Linked DNA regions of Muntiacus reevesi: region 1 is linked to region 2. The links are chromatin contacts, called in public Hi-C maps. All regions are on one chromosome and are shown on one strand. The core of a region is the stretch at or near the end of the contact, and the rest is flanking DNA. Distances in the headings are between cores, read along the strand shown. Region 1 holds the start of TAOK3 (TAO kinase 3). Region 2 holds the start of PEBP1 (phosphatidylethanolamine binding protein 1).

Evidence for each region. Hi-C and Micro-C count contacts between places; a contact is called where the count stands out from the background.
Region 1: a Hi-C map of muscle shows a contact between it and region 2, with 2.6 times the contacts expected there. The contact joins the promoter of TAOK3 here to the promoter of PEBP1 in region 2. A contact is called at or near these places in 2 of 3 Hi-C or Micro-C datasets (blood and muscle).

What each region holds. Positions count from the first base shown.
Region 1 is chr13:16,554,694-16,558,210 of mMunRee1.1, forward strand. TAOK3 (TAO kinase 3) reads right to left here and starts at 1,648. Exons shown (of 21, transcript XM_065903878.1): 1 at 1,486-1,648.
Region 2 is chr13:16,358,059-16,361,696 of mMunRee1.1, forward strand. PEBP1 (phosphatidylethanolamine binding protein 1) reads left to right here and starts at 1,653. Exons shown (of 4, transcript XM_065904707.1): 1 at 1,653-1,924; 2 at 3,097-3,206; 3 at 3,564-3,638. The coding sequence starts at 1,790.

The DNA.
Region 1 (3,517 bases), core at 398-2,897, 200 kb after region 2:
GCACAGTGTCTGGTTTAAATAGGCTTCTCTCTCTCCTTAGCTTGTCCTGGAATTATGCCTAAATTTCAGTGCTGGTAGTTTTTAGGACAAGAATTCTAACTGGAAAGTGCTGTTAGTTCAGTGACTCCAATACCTCTTTTCAAAATTTAGTTTGACTTTCCAACTATCTTTCCAACACATCAAAGATAAACAGTCAAACTTAGTATATTCGTTCCTTTAAGTCTGCCTTGTAAACACTGATACTGGTGTGCTGCTGAACCTGAAAGAATTTCTGAGCTCCTCGCTGAGCCCAAGTGAAAAAAGAAGCAGGGTCTATCAAAATTTAAACAACCTAATGAATCAAAAACCTGCATCTCCAAGAGGGGCCCTTCCCTTTCCACTTGTTTGTGAGAAGTTTAAGAAGCCCTCTTCAACTTTTCACGCTCTGAGGAAGCTACTGAAGTCAGGAAGCCCCTCACTTTCAAGGCATTCACGCCCAGCTCGGAGAAACAGACGGGAAGCCAGGCGGCCAGTGAGCAGAGGTCCCTAGCCCGCCCCTCGCTCCTGCCCTTTCCCGGATCCCCGCACTTCAGCCGTACCCTCCAGTCCGTGCGTTCTCCCTGAAGCTGTTCATTACATAATCCCCGCTCCTCAGAGTCACCCACGGAGTCCTGGGGGCTCCCGCGGCCCCCCGTCTCCCACTCCGTCCTAAAAAACCTCAGCTGACTGCACCCGGGGAGCGGCGGCCGGCTGTTGCGATTCGCCCAGCGCCGCGACCCGGACCCCCAGACCCCCTCTTCTCGCCCACGCGGGGCGGGGCCGCGCCTCCGCCACAGCCCCTGGGGACCCCCTCAGACTCAGGTCCTCAGCCCCCAAGGTGTCCCCCGTCACAGCCGCTGTCCCAGCTCCTCTCGGTGTCCCCCAACACACCTGCTGTCCCAAGCCTCTCGGAGTCCCCTTTGCCGCTCAGACCCTCTGTCCTGGCTCATTTCTGGGTCTCCTCCTTTGAGAGTCCCTTCCTCAGCCGCTCTCGGGGTTCTACCTCAGACCCACTGTCCCAGTTCCTTTCAGGGTCTTCCCCCCCTCAGATCCACCGTCCCAACTCCTCTCAGGGTCCCCCTCCTCAGATCCCCATCCTAGCTCCTCAGGGTTCCCTCCTTACACCCGCTGTCCCAGCTCCTCTGGGGCCCCCCTCCCGTCACACCCGTTGTCCCAAGCCCTCTCGAGGTTTCCCTCTCAGGCCCGCGGGGCCGGCCCCTCTGAGGGGGTCTCCTCTCCACAGAGCGGACTGTCAAAACCACTCCCGGAACTCCTCTCCCTCGAGTCCTCGCCGACCCCACTCCGCCCTGGGTCCCGTCGCCTCGACTCACTCTGTCAACTCCTCCCGCCCCGGTGCTCTCACCTCAGACCTGCTGTCACCACCCCGGGCCCCGCGTCGCCGCCGCCGCTTCCTCTCTCACACTTGCTCCCGAGTCGCTCTTCTGCCTCTTGTTCCCTGGTGAATACCTGGGTCCAGTCACTGAATGTCCGGTCCGGCAGTGCAGAGCCTCCGCCCGCGGTCTCCGCGTCGGGTCCCACTCTCGCACGCAGGACCCCAACGCCGCCGTCGCCACCGGGCGCCTCACGGACCCTCCCGCGGCAGCCGCTGCTGCTGTCCGAGGTGCGGCTCCTGCCAGGGGTGGCCAATCGCACCCGACTGCGCCGAGCGTGCTCCGCCCCACCGTCCCAGTCTGCCCGCCCCCTGCACCCGGCCACGCCCCTAGTCAGGCTCCGATAGGCTCTCTACTGACCTTCCCTGACGGTGGGGCACAGACTCGTGGTCGGATATAGGTACTTGATTGGAGGTGCCTGGGAAGCCGAGCGGTCGATGACTCCCGAGGATTGGTGGAGTTGAATGTGGGCGGGATAGGGAGGGGCGGGGTTTCCTCAGACGCGGAAGACCTTGCCTGTTCAGTTACCCGCTGGCCCGTCTGGGGTGGGGTCTGGCTTGTTTGTGCTGCGTCGGGGGTCAAAGTTCATGGCACTCCTTTCTGAGTTTTCTTGGGAGACTCCCAAAGCCTGGGGCCCCCTGGGGCTCCCTGGGACCACCTTGTTAGAGTCTTTGGGGTCCCCATTCCCCCGTTATACCTGGCACGGCTTTCTAAGTAATTCTGCCATAAATTGATAATGGCATTTATTCACTAAGGACTTCTGTTTCCTGAATTTAAACTCTCTAATATCTTTGTCTAGGGTGTTGCCCTTCCTTGCATTGCGTTCTAAGGACGTCAGTTTGATGCTGCTGGGGGGAAAAGAGTGTATATACTACATGCATACTCTGCACAACTAGGCACTCAACACTGATAGGTATAAGGACAAAGCTTAAGAAATCCTTAGTTTGTGGGTTATGATAATCATTTTGACAAGTAGGAACAGGAACTGTGTGCTAGGGGAACCCTTGCTAGCTTTAGCAAGACTTCAACATACTCTTTTTCAGGGCAACATGAAATGGTTTTAATGATTTTGTGGGAATTAATGGCCAAAATATAATGAACTTTGACCCAAAAGCAACCCGTGATAACCAGAGAAACCCATCTTGACCCAAGCGCCAAGAGGATACTTGCCAGGGGTGAAAGTGCATCCTATTAACTCAGAGTCATTCTTTATATTTTTGTGAAACTGGCTATGTTGATTAAATCAATTAAAACTAAAACCGCTACCTTCACCCCTAAACCCTAAAGTTTATGGACTTTGACAATTCAGCCTTTTGTGAAGACATTGTTTCATTTTAGGAACACAGTTTGTTCCTAAGCCTTATCAGATGTATACAGGACTTTGCTCTTACAAAAGTCTCCATCATTAACTCTTTTTTAACTCCTGCTAACAAAATTTTTCTAAACAATATTCAGGTTTTTCCTAGCATTTTAAAATCATTGCTGTGTGTTGTGTTAGTTGCTTGGTCGCGTCCGACTCTGCAACCCCATGGAGGTCCTCTGTAGCCCACCATGGTCCTTAGTCCATGGAATTCTCTAGGCAAGAATACTGGAATGGGTTGCCATTTCCTTCTCCAGGGTATCTTCCTGACCCAGGGATCAAACCTGTGTCTCCTGGATTGGCAGGTGGATTCTTTACCACTGTGCCAGTGGGGAAGGACGGCACAGTATGATTTAAAATCGTTATTTAAAGTAGTGCTCATTCCAATTAAGATCATACTGATCTAAGACCATACTTGCCATCCTTTCCCGCTGGCACAGTGGTAAAGAATCCACCTGCCAATGCAGGAGACTCAAGAGATGCAGGTTTGATCCCTGGGTCGGGAAGATACCCTGGAGAAGGAAATGTCAACCCACTCCAGTATTCTCGTCTAGAGAATTCCATGGACAGAGGACCCTGGTGGGCTACAGAGGACCTCCATGAGGTTGCAAAGAGTCGGACATGACTGAGCGACTAACACAACAACCACCAATTACGATGCTCCCTTTAAGATGTAATTTTGAGTGTTAGGGTATGTAACAAGGGTTTGGCAGGCCTTCCTCTAACATGAATTCTTATGTAGATATTG
Region 2 (3,638 bases), core at 403-2,902:
GAACTAAAAACAACAAACAACTTGGGGGGTGGGTAGTAATCAGTGTAAAAAACTGTCCTAAGGTCATACTGCTAAGTCGCTTCAGTTGTGTCCCACTCTTAACAACCAATGGACTGTAGCCCCCCAGGTTCCTTTGTCCATGGGATTCTCCAGGCAAGAATACTGGAGTGAGTTGCCATGCCCTCCTCAAGTGATTGAATCCAGGTTTCCTGAATTACAAATATTCTTTACCATCTGAGTCACCAGGGAAGACTTAAGGTCATATTAGGCTAAGGACTAGTAAATAGTGCCCATCGTATTCAGCAAAAATAAAGCATCTGGTGGTCACAACGAAAGCAGTTTTGAAGAAAAAAAAAAGAAAGCAGTTTTGAGGCAGTCACTTGTCAACAAAGGAAGAATAGTAACTATGGTTTATTGACTAAAACAAAACAGAAAAAAACAAAAATGCACAGCATTTAGCTCTGGGGAACTGCTTGGAAGAGGAAGGGCCAGAAGCCAGTACATATGTAATTCTGGCCAAGAGTATGTGCGATCAAGCATAAGTCTTAGTAGAAGGTTGCTTCTAGGAGCAAATAGTTCATGATTTTTGCGCTTTAAAAAAAAGTATGGAAAGATGCAAAAATCTGGATTAATTAAAAAAAAACTCTCCTAGAATATATCTAATGGTTTTGCCTTTTTTCCCCCCAAAGCACAAAGTGCCTCGTTCTGTCCTGAATACCTTTCAGGGTATTTTATATTGTAGGTCGGGGATTGCAGGGGCTGACTTCATTCTTTTGAAAATGGATGGTATCAACTATACTCCAATAAAAATTAATTAAAGAAAAAAAAAAACACACTAGATGGTGAGCAACATTCCTCGTTTCACAAGTTAAAAAATCACTTCTCAAAAAAAAAAAAAAAACCCAATAATTTCCCCCCCAGTCTTGGCAAGACCAAGTCCGGATAGAAGAATCAAACGCTATGTGCAAATATTTCTGCCGGTTGAGAAAAGCGCCGACAGAAAGTGAAGTCGCTTAGTCGTGTCTGACTCTTTGCGACCCCATGGACTGTAGCCTACCAGGCTCCTCCGTCCATGAAATTTTCCAGGCAAGAGTCCTGGAATGGGTTGCCATTTCCTTCTCCAGGGTATCTTTCCGACCCAAGGATCAAACCCGGGTCTCCCGCATTGCAGGCAGACGCAAGTGGGGATGGGAGAAGCAAACGTTTTGTGCAAACATTCTTGCAGATTGAGAACAGCGCTGACAAGCTCCCCCCAGACCCTCTCCAGGCCATTACCGAAGCTAGTGAGCATGCGCGAAAGTACAAAGAGGAGGGGCAATGTGGGTTGCTTTAAGAAGTGCGACAGAAAAGCAAGGCCTTACCATTTCTGCAATTTTAAGGTTGAACAAAGAAAAAGGCAAAAAGTTTAAAAAAAAAATCGAAAGTAGCTCAATTGCAATTCTTGAAACAACAGTCTTGCAAGCTCAGTCATAACTCTTGGGAACTCCCCCAGCAAAAGAGTAGCAAGAGCTCCCTCTGCAAAAAGAAAGGCCAAGCCTGGTGCATTGACCCGGGAGCGCCCGACGACCCGCGCTACCGGGCTCGGCCAATCAGAGAGAAGAGTGGGGCCCCTCCCCGCCGGTGACTGGAGGAGCGGGATGGGGCGGGGCGGTGGCTCAGGAGCTTGTACTCCTCGGCAGTGTGGCTCGAACTACCTCCGTGCATTGTGCAGACTGCTGTGAGTCCGTGCTCCTACCCTGCGCGAGTCCACAAGCCGCTTTCTCTGCTGTCTGACCCGCTCGGCTCCACGATGCCGGTGGACCTCGGCAAGTGGTCCGGGCCTTTGAGCCTGCAGGAAGTGGATGAGCGGCCGCAGCACCCGCTGCAGGTCAAATACGGCGGGGCGGAGGTCGACGAACTGGGCAAAGTACTGACACCCACTCAGGTACCGAGGGCGGAAGGGGTGCAGCTGCTGGAGGCTGGGAGGCTCTCAGGTCGGCGGGTCGGCGGCCCAGTGGAAGTGGGGAGGACGTTCCGGCCTCTAGTGCGCCGGATCCACCAAGGGAAGGGAGTCGCGGTGCCCAAGCCGCAGGCCTGCCGACCGCTCCCTCCCCCTAACCAGCGCCGGGAACCTGGCACGTGGCGGGCGGGGCTCGCCCTGGGGAAGAAATTGATACATTCTCTTGGGATTTCGAGGAGCAGGCAGGGGAGGAGGCCTCGAAATGGCCCAGATCGCTGGACAGGGGCGGGGAGGAGGCCTTCCCCCGGAGGTAGTGGGCGGTGGCCCCTCACGCCCCCAGAGCGTCCCCTCTCGGCCCGGAATTTTAGGCCTCAGTATGGGGAGTAAAAGCCCCACCCAAGGGCATATGACGCATTATGTAACCAGTGAGCAGCAGGGCCCTGTGATTCCTCCTTTGTTTTTAACGGTCTGGAGCTGGAAGCCACCCAAATGTAGGTGCGTTCTGGAGCTGGAAGACTCGAGGGTAACGGCCTTGTTCTACCGTTTGGCCTTTGACCCCCGCCCGACTTGGCTAAGGCCTAACCAGGTTCTGGCTGCTGCAAGTGGGGAACTAGGTGCCTGGACACCGTGGTCAGTAGTTGGTCCTGACGCTTCGGGGCAGCAGTGCGAATAAACAGTGCTCAGATGGTTTATTAATTTAGATGTTTACAGAGTTTATTGTTTCGGGTGTGTAAAGTGCCCTTCCGGCAGCCTCTCTTTGCCAAACTCACTGTCCACGTCTGTCCATCTTGGTTTCCTCTGCCCTTTTAAATATCCACTTAATTCAGATTTCACTTTAGCAGGCCCCAGATAATGTGGTCTCCAGTCTAGAGATTGTGTTATTCCAAATAATGTAAGGTTGTAGTCAGCAACCGTTGAAATCCTGACCCACCTTTTTCTGTTAATAATATGCTATGATACTAGCCCCATAGTGTTGTTGGGACTAAAATAAATAACGTATATTAAACATCAGTCCCGGGTTCTTAGTAGAGTCAGTACAGTTGAGCTTTTATTAATAATTTCTGTGCTTGACCTTTGAGGAATCCAAGGTCAAAGAAAGAGTGCTGGTTTCTTCAGCATTTCTGACTTTTAAGCTCCAAATCTGTTCTTTCCTACAGGTTAAGAACCGGCCCACCAGCATTACATGGGATGGCCTTGATCCAGGTAAATTGTACACCTTGGTCTTGACAGATCCGGATGCTCCCAGCAGGAAGGACCCCAAATACAGGCAAGTTGGAGAAAGAGGGGGAGTAGCGGGTCATCCATTGTGACCCAGTGCTTCATATGTGGGAAGAAACAGACTTCATTTGGGGTGTTCACTTCCATACTTAAATCTGAGCGTGCGTTTTGCTCCTAGAGCAAGACTGTAGAATAGCCGAGAGCTGGATCGGCCCAGGCTTGTTTTTGTACAGCCCCATGAGCTGAGGATGACTAACATTTTTAAAAGAGCAATAATACTTTGTGACATGTGGATATTACATGAAATTCAGACTTTGGTGTCCCTAATTAAAGTTCTGTTGGCTGACTGCCTGTGAGTGTGTACTGACTTCCTGTGATGCTGATGGTCCTCTCTTCCTCCACGTAGGGAATGGCACCATTTCCTGGTGGTCAACATGAAGGGCAACGACATCGGCAGTGGCACAGTTCTGTCTGATTATGT